Regions from separate parts of the Mus musculus genome. Here region 1 is linked to region 2. A link is a contact called in public Hi-C data. All regions are on one chromosome and are shown on one strand. The core of a region is the stretch at or near the end of the contact, and the rest is flanking DNA. Distances in the headings are between cores, read along the strand shown. Region 1 overlaps Thsd4 (thrombospondin, type I, domain containing 4). Region 2 holds the start of Celf6 (CUGBP, Elav-like family member 6).

What was found. A called contact is a pair of places that touch in the nucleus more often than the background predicts.
Region 1: a Hi-C map of the N1E-115 cell line shows a contact between it and region 2, with 4 times the contacts expected there. The contact joins the enhancer-like site here to the promoter of Celf6 in region 2. A contact is called at or near these places in 1 of 39 promoter capture datasets (liver), 3 of 484 Hi-C or Micro-C datasets (the N1E-115 cell line, embryonic stem cells and pro-B cells) and 1 of 115 datasets of contacts at active chromatin or transcription factors (microglia).

What each region holds. Positions count from the first base shown.
Region 1 is chr9:59,963,254-59,967,718 of GRCm38.p6, forward strand. It overlaps Thsd4 (thrombospondin, type I, domain containing 4), which reads right to left. Exons shown (of 18, transcript NM_001040426.3): 18 at 3,678-4,465. Among named protein-coding and RNA genes, the nearest start is that of Gm7616, 14 kb to the left of the region's middle. Within about 2 kb of position 1,273, at least 15 of the 459 cell types and tissues checked have an H3K27ac peak or open chromatin away from gene starts, as enhancers often do. A contact at or near this core is called in the N1E-115 cell line, where this site is marked.
Region 2 is chr9:59,576,835-59,581,266 of GRCm38.p6, forward strand. It overlaps Celf6 (CUGBP, Elav-like family member 6), which reads left to right and starts at 1,503. Exons shown (of 12, transcript NM_175235.3): 1 at 1,503-1,805. The coding sequence starts at 1,544.

The DNA of each region.
Region 1 (4,465 bases), core at 23-2,522, 390 kb after region 2:
TCACAGCATCATCTATGAGCTTTCAAGGAGTTGGCTCCACCCACACCTCTTGAATCCTTCACCTCTCACCTCCTACATCAGCACTGGGGCTGGCAGGTCTCTCTCATGATTCTGTTATTCTCCATCCCCTTGATTGACTTTTTTTTTTTTTTTAAACCAGTCTTCTGGGGATTGAACTAAGGTCCTCATGTGTGTGAGCTAAAAGCATTTTGTCACCCTTACCATCTCCCCAGGACTGGGGCATTTTATTTTGAACCAAGTCTGACTCCTTTATCACTTCCCTGAATGCCTGTGCAGGGTCACCTATCCAGGCTCTTGTTGGTCCCTAATGGCCCCAGAAATGTCTGACAGTTGAAGACAGCCTCCCCACCAGGAGCAGCCCCATCTTGGTTATGATCTTTGGAGATCTTTCCTACTCAGTAAATCTTTGTGACATGGGTTCTCTGGAACCAGTGATAGGGTTGGTTCCCAGCTGGGGTCTGACTCTCAGTGCAGAGCGGGCTCCTTGCTTCCCTCGGGAGGTGGGCTGTGTACCTTTCCAGGTGCAGCTCAAGGTGAAAGCGGACATTTTTGAGCTTAGGTAAGGAGCTGTGCCTGGCTTTGGAAAACCAGTGTGGATTGGCTGGAGTTGGTATGCAGGAAGACACGTTGAGACCATACAACATGTCCTGGCAGATGGAGATGGAATGGACTCCAGGCTGAAGGGGAGGCTGCAGAATCCTAGCGTTACTGCTGTTAGCCAGGTTGGTGTGTGTCTTAGTGAGGGTTTCTATTCCTGCACAAACATCATGACCAAGAAGCAAGTTGGAGAGGAAAGGGTTTATTCAGCTTACATTTTCCACATTGCTGTTGATCACCAAAGGAAGTCAGGACTGGAACTGAAGCAGGTCAGGAAGCAGGAGCTGATGCAGAGGCCATGGAGGGATGTTCCTTACTGGCTTGCTTCCCCTGGCTTGCTCAGCTTGCTCTCTTATAGAACCCAAGACTGCCAGCCCAGAGATGGTTCCACCCACAAGGGACCTTCCCCCTTGATCACTAATTGAGAAAATGCCTTACAGCTGGATCTCATGGAGGCACTTCCCCAACTGAAGCTCCTTTCTCTGTGATAACCCCAGCCTGTGTCAAGTTGACACAAAATTAGCCAGTACAGTGTGCTAACAGCTCTCCATCAGTTTCCCAGTGTTACAGGTTTGCAGTGAGGGTAAGATGGTAAGAGAGTTCAGGTCTGGGAGCACAGCCCTGTGGTAGCGCTTGCCACATGTGTGGCACGACTCCAAGGCCCAGGTTTGAGCCTCAGTGTGGGGGTGGAGGGTGGTGTAAGAGTGTTCCGAGTGTTGTCTGGAATAGACTCCTTGCTCACATTTCTTCTAGGCTCCACCCAACAGTTACCTAGCAACAGCAAGGTAGGAGCCTGGCTTGCTATAAAAGGACTATTTGACACCCCTCTCTGTCCTTCTCTGTTCCTTCTCTTTCTCTGCTTCTACTCCCTTCTCAACCTCCCTTCTTATCCTTCTCATGTCCCAAAATATACTTCATTTTATCCTAGACCCATCGTATGGCTGGTACCTTAAAGGGGCCAGGGTTGGGGTGGGGGTCTCACTTGGGCCTGCTAAAGCACGCCCTCCCGCCATATCATAGTGCATTTTACAAAACATATCACCCCTGATTTGGAAGAATGAATGACATAGTGGCTGTACAATGCAAGGAATGTTGGAAATGACACCTAATTGTGTACTTGATGTAATCATCATGAAACATTTTATGTTAAGTGAATTAGGTGAAAGTGAAGTTTTCCAGTTAGAAAGGATGAATATAAGGGAAGGAAGGGAGCAACTTAGGCCAAATACCGTTTCTAAGGGGCGCTGACGAAAAGCAGGGCAGAGTCAGAAACCGATCTGAGCTGGACCACTCCCTAAGGACTCTAGCTAGGGACAGTCGCCAGCGGTACCCGGCATGATTGGCTTTATCAGGAATCAAGATGATCTGACTCATTGAGACCAAGGTGAAGTCAGTTGACGGGGAGCTGGGGTTTCACTGTGGCCTTTTCTGCAGTGTGACCGAGTTACTTCTGTAGTGTATTTCCTCCATGCTACTCATCCAATTCAGATAAGGTGATGTCCTGCAGAACCAGCAGGCGAAGGCTCTGTTATAGGCAGCTTGTGTATTGTGCTTCCAGATTGTCTCTCACCTGAGTGGTATTCAAGTTCAAGGTCTGAGCCACCAGTAGTTGTAGTCGGAATGAGAAGTTACCCCCTACCCGCTTCTAAACACTCAATTCCCAGTTGTTGGTGCTGTTTAGAAGGTGTGGCCCTTCTGTACTGGAGGAAGTACTTCACTGGAGGCCGGCTTTGAGAATTTAAAGCCCCTCTCTATTTGCAGGTCATTTTCTCTGCTTCCTGCTTGCAGGTAAAGCTTTGATCTGCCCCTGCCACCACTCCTGGCACTTACTGCCTTGCTGTGATGGGCTCTTAGCTCTCTGGAACAGTAAGCCAAAATCAACTGTTATATAAATTGCCTCTGCCATAGCATTAAATCACGGCAACAGGAAAAGTATTTAGTATTCCAACTCCCCCACCCCACCCCACCCCGCCCCCTACAGGGCTCAATTCTCCTCTTGGGAGGCATTTTGGAAGTCATGTAGAAAAGCCATTCTCTTAGCTCCAGCTGTCAGCTCGACACAGCCTAGAGACACATGAGGGAGCCTCAGCAGACTGTCCAGATCAGATTGGCTTGTGGCTACTTTCGATTGATGATTGATCTCGGGAAGGCAAGCTCACTGTGGGCAGCCCACTGTGTCCCTGGGCCGTGTAAGAAAGCTAACTGAGCATGAGACAGTGAGCCAACCATCTAGCAGCACTGCCCTCACTTCCCCTCCGTGATAGCCTGTGACCTGGAAGCGAAAACCAGATACCATCCCCAGGTTACTCTGGGTCATTTGTTACTGCGGCAGAATGGAGCTAGAAGAAACATCCTTGTTGAATGCCTGTCCTTTGGGTTTATGGATGTTAGTTACCCTCTTGAACTCAGTAGCTTTGATTATCCATAAGAGAGCTATCTGTGCAAGATGGTGCCCAGTAACGTCTGCTGTGGAGGGGGAGGTGCCGAGTTCCCCTTCTCTTGGATATGCAGCCATCGCTGGGGTCAGAGCCATTTTCTTCAGTGGTTAATTTATTAATTTCATTGACTCACTAAGTTAGACTTGAATGGAATTGTTCTTCTAGTTTCTTAGTGCTCTCTCTGAGGTTGGAGGCTACTTGTTCACCTCTCTGGGAAAATTTCACACAGCTGAATAGAGCAATGTGGTGGTTTGAGTAAGAGCGGCCCCCATAGACTTGTACATTTGAATGGTTAGTCACCAGGGAGTGGCCCTATTTGAGAAGGGTTAGGAGGTGTGACCTTGTTGGAGTAGGTTTGCCTTGTTGAAGGAAATGTGTCACTGGGGGTGAGCTTTAAGGTTTAAAAAGAGCATGATAGGCCCAGTCTGTCTGTCTGTCTGTCTCCTCTCTCTGCCTACAGATCAGGATATAGCTGTCATGCTCCCCACCATGGTGATAATGGACGAAGCCTCTGAAACTGAGCTAGTCCTCAGCTAAATGCTTTCCTTATATAAGAGTTACCTTGATCACTTCCCAGCGACGGAATGGTGACCAAGACAAGCAAGAACACAGACAGCTAACTAAGCAGATCTTTTAACCACTTTATTATATTTTTACAATGAAAATAAATTAGTTGTACACAAAATAGTGCTGGAAACCAGCTCATATTTGCTCATATAATTCACCGTCTACCTGCCTCCCCCCTCCCATAATAACTTAAGCCTGCAGAGGAGACACGGAACTGGCGGTGTCCTCGGGTTTCTCAGTTTTAATTCTGCAGTTCACTGGTCATCCTCAAGGCCCTGGCCCCCACAGTCCCCAGCAGGGACCCTGGGGTTGCTGTGTGCCCCCAAGCCTCTCCCAGTCCCTCAGCCCAAGGCGTCCACAGCTCTGACCTGAGCAATGAGGTGGGTGAAGCTAACGGCCAGCCACACTGAGAAGGGACGAGAAGGGCTAGTCACCTTTCCTTCTCCAAGTGTTTGGGTGTGAGGAGAGGGCAGATCATATGAGAAAGTATATTTAAGACAGAAAGGTGGCAGGCTTAGTCAGGCACAATACCAGGGGGAGAGCCCCTGAATACGTCAAAAGCGGAGTTAGTTATATTTTGTTTTAAACCCCCAAAAGTTTGGCCAATTACCATATAAACAACTGTAAGGATTGACATAGAATAAGACACTGTGGTGCAGCAATGTGCCAGGAAGCTGGCTTGGCCAATCAAACAATTTTATGTAAATGTGGATGGCATATGTAAATAAATACCTATTAGGTCCCTTTACAATGCACATATTCTAAATAACAGAACTATTCTGGTGTTGCAGTCCACTCTGCAGATATAGTTCAGAATACATATTTCCTATAAACATCTTGTA
Region 2 (4,432 bases), core at 253-2,752:
ATTCCCAGCACCCACAGGGAGGCTTACAAAACCCCTAAATTCCATAACTCCAGTTCTAGGGGCTCTGACACTGTCTTCTGGCCCCAGTGGCACTAGGCATACATGTGCTGCACATACATATATATTCATGCATGCAGGCAAAACTTAAACACAAAATAATAAAAAATATAAATTTGTTTCTGTGATGTGTGTATGTGTGTATGGTGTGATTTGTGTGTGGGGTGTGTGTGATGCATATGTGATGTGTGTGTGTGATGTGTATGCATGTGTGTATTTGTATGAGTAGGGGCAGAAACATGAGTCATGGCAAGCTTGTTGAGATCAGGAGTGGCTTTTTCATTCCAAATTGTTGAGGCTCCCTCTTGTTTCTGTCCCTCTGCTAGCTGGCCCTTGTGACTCTCCTGTTTTTTTTTTTCCTCTTGTTGCCACGGAAGTACTAGGATTACAGATGCGAAGCTCTGCTCCTGGCTTTTCCACGCAGGTTCTGGGTATCCAACTCAGGTCATCGAGCTTGTTTATTAAGAGCCTTTATATGCTTAGCCATGTCGCCAATCCTTCATCTTTATGAATGTGCGCTTGTGAAAGAGGGAATGGGGAGGTAAACACTCAAGCGCTGTGATTTGTCCGATAGCTTTTAAGATATTAACACACGCGATGTATCAATTTCCGTTTCTTCTTTTGCCTTACGCCCTAACTTCTTTGACCCACAGCATCCTTTTCAGGAAAAGAAGATAACACTCCTGAGTCACAGAATAGGGAGGAACCAGGCAGAAGCTCTGAGTAAATATGATAATATAAGTTCTTTCGCTCTCCTGAGGAAGAAATCAGTGCTTGGGGCTTATTTTAGAATACAAGAGACGAGAGTGTGTTTGAGTCTCAGGAGCAAAGAGAGGTTGAAGATATAGGAGAGGTGTGCGATGGAGCCTAGAAGGATGCGCTCCGCAAGACTGGCTTCGGTAGTAGGGATAGAGAGGTGGAAACCCTATCTGACCCACAGAAAACGGTCCGGCTGTTGGAGGTGTGTAGGGAGAGATCATCTCCGACTCCAGCAGACAGCGCCACGCATGACGAAGCTACTTCCCATCCACTGCCACGCCCGCACACCCTCCACACACAGGGCAGCTGAGGGTCCGGTTGCCATGGAGAGCTGGAGCGCGTGAGCCCAGCCGCCCTTCTCGCCCCGCGCTCCAGCTCAGCCAACTCCTTCTCTGATTGGCCACCGCTATCTCATTATGCAAATCACTTGCGTAGACGCTCCCTGCTAGCTGTCTGACGTCACTAAGCTCGGGGGCTGGGGCTCGGGGCTGGGCTTGGCGCGCCAGGGAGAGCTCTGAGGGGGACTCCAGCCGGACTCAGGCGCCCCGCCCTCGACCACGCCCATTTTCAGTCCGCCCCGCCCCTCGCTCTCGGCTGGGCCCCGCCCCCTGGGCAGCCCCCCGTCCTCGTAGGCGGGCCCCGCCCCCTCCCCCAGGCCCTCGCCAGCAGTCCAGGGAAGGGACGGCGGGACAGGCGGGACGCTCGGGAGGGCGGACGGGGCGGGGACATGGCCGCGGCGCCTGGAGGGTCTGCGCCGCCCGCCGGCCCCAGCCCGCGCTTGGCTTTCAGCACCGCGGACAGCGGCGGCGGCATGAGCGGGCTGAACCCAGGTCCCGCGGTGCCCATGAAGGACCACGACGCCATCAAGCTCTTCGTGGGGCAGATCCCGCGGGGCTTGGACGAGCAGGACCTCAAGCCGCTGTTCGAGGAGTTCGGCCGCATCTACGAGCTGACGGTGCTGAAGGACCGGCTCACCGGCCTCCACAAAGGTGCGCGGGGTCAGCCCAGCCCAGCCCAGCCCAGCCCCAATCCAATTAGAGCGCAGCCCAACCCAACTCCGGCCCCAAACGCAGGCCCAACCCCAGCCCTACTAGAACCTTTCCCGACTCCAGTTCAGGACCTGCCCCACCTCAGTTCTGTTCCCTCCCCAGGCCACAGAGCCCCAGAGCCAGAATTGTCTCTGTGGCATCCTTCTGACTTCACTCTGGTTCCCTAACACGTTCTTCACTCTAACCTCCAAATCCCTTGTCACTTCTCACATCCCAGTCATCCCCACCTCCCTGCTTAATCTCTCCACCATCCCTTCCACCAGACACCCCAAACCCTGGAATTTGGAAACTTATTCTACCTTCCAGCTCTGGAGCCCCCGATCTCCTGACCCCTGGACCCATGGTTTTCCTGAGCACTTTCTCTCTCTGGTGCCACCCTATTCAGGCCTCACCGCACACACATCTTGGATTTGCACTCCTCCTGGCCTCCAACAACAAACCAACCCCTAGGGCCTCCATTTGACTTTTGGGTCTGACAGCCTTAAATACCCCATACCCAAATTCTCCTCTTTAGAATTCAGACCTAATATATACAGTCCAATTCACCCCACCCCCAGGAGGCTCTCAGAGATAAATGCCTTCTCACATTTGACAATAACCCAATATTCCATACATTTTTCCAGAACCCAATGCTCTTTACCTCTTCTGATTTGAATCCAGAATCCTAACCTCAGCTGGGAACATACACCTGCCTGTGTACCCTTCCTCTTTGGTTTTCCCCTGTGTGAATACACTCCCCCACCCCCTCTAATCCCCACTCCTGTGCATCTCTGCTTCCTCTCAATCCTCTTGATGGCTTCCTGTTTTCCTTTCTTTGCCAGCTGGTCCCAGACCAGCGCACTCTCAGGGTGGATCAATCTAAGTGAGGAAGATGGGGATGGGGGGCTCTTCTCATTGCCCTTCCTAGGAAGACAGAGGCACCATGGTCCTCTCCAGCCACACCCCTTTCTTCCTGTAGAGAAGGGAGGAGACTTGTTTACACGCAGAAAAGTCTGTCCAGGCTGAGCTGGAATAACAGAGCCAGAATCATATCATGATTATTTGAGGAGACACATCTTCATTTTCCCACTGGGAAATAATGCGGTTTCGGGATTTTTGTGGGGGAAGGGTGACCAATTACCCTCCATAATCTTCCTAAGAGAGAAATAACAGGTCCTAGAGGGCAGGTCCATTCTAAAGGCCTGTGAGCTAACATCAGACTGATACCTTTTTCAAGCTGGGAGACCCCAGGGCATTCCTTGGCATACTAAAGTAGAGGGCTTTGAGAACATGCCCATGAAAAAACTAGGCCTTTTGAATAGGGGTACAGATTCCACCTTTTGTGGGAGAGGTTATGTTAAAGTCCTATAAGGACAAGGCCACATCATCCAGACTTCCTAGAATTCAGTCTAACCCACTGGCTGTCTTCATGCCCAGTCATTTGTGGCATTTTTTTCCTAGACAGTGAGTTCAGTGGGTAAGCATAAACCTCATCTTTGTAGTTGATCTGTAGAGTAAAGCAAGTGCGTGGAGTCACTGCAGTTCTCACTCAAGCACTCCATGTCTGAACTGTCCCCTCACTCTGTCTTCCTTTCTCACTTAGCACTAATCCCTCCTGCTCACCTCTTACTCATCTGCCCCTGTGGCCATACTTCCCTGTATCTCCATCCTTCCAGCCTTCTACCCTCTAACCCAAGCAATCTCCATGGGCTCTTTTTGGTAGCACCTGGTCCCCAAAGCTTTTTCTAAAGCTCCCCTTCCAGTGTGAGGACATGTTATGGTTTAGTGGCAGAACAGTAATGTATGTGAAACCCAGGGGTCAGTGATTTAGTCCTCCATTCACTCTATGCCTCTCCAAAGCAGATGTTGCCTTGTGAGATATGGAGGTAACTCAGAGGGCCTCTAAGTCAGCATCCCCACTCTCTTCGCAGCAACCAATGATGTCTGAACACTAAAGTGACTCATTTTCATTTCAATGGCCGAGTACTGTGGACACCAGCACAGTGCTTTGAAAACAACCCTAGCCTGGGAGTTCAAAGATCCCAAAACTGTGACTGACACAATCTCTGGCTTCAGTTGCCCTATTGATAAAATAAGACACTGTCTAGGAATTCTCAATAAGCAGGAGGCAATCCATCCATCTTCAGGAGGCAGCTCCATAGAAGATACCACTGAAAAACAAAACAAAACAGGCCCCACTTGCTTTCCTAGCCAGCTCTGAGTGGAGAACTGGGCCAGCTCCGAATGGCTTCCCGTAGGCATGTGGCCTTCTGTTGCTCCTTCTCCTTCCTCTACTTGAGAGGTCCGTTTTGAAAATACAGATCTTATCATCTCGCATCCCTAGTGAACACCCTCTAGTGGCTTCTCCATTGCTCTCAGGAAGGAGAACAAAATTTATTCGCGGTCTCTAAGGCTACATGTAACCCAATGCCTGCATTCCTCACTAGCCACTCTGCTCATACTTTCAAGACTTCTCCTGTATCCAGCCTTCTAGCTGTTTCTCGAACACACCACATTTTGGCTCAGTTTTCATTCACCGCAAACGAAACAATCACACACCTCTTCTCACCTGGTTCAAAGGATTCACT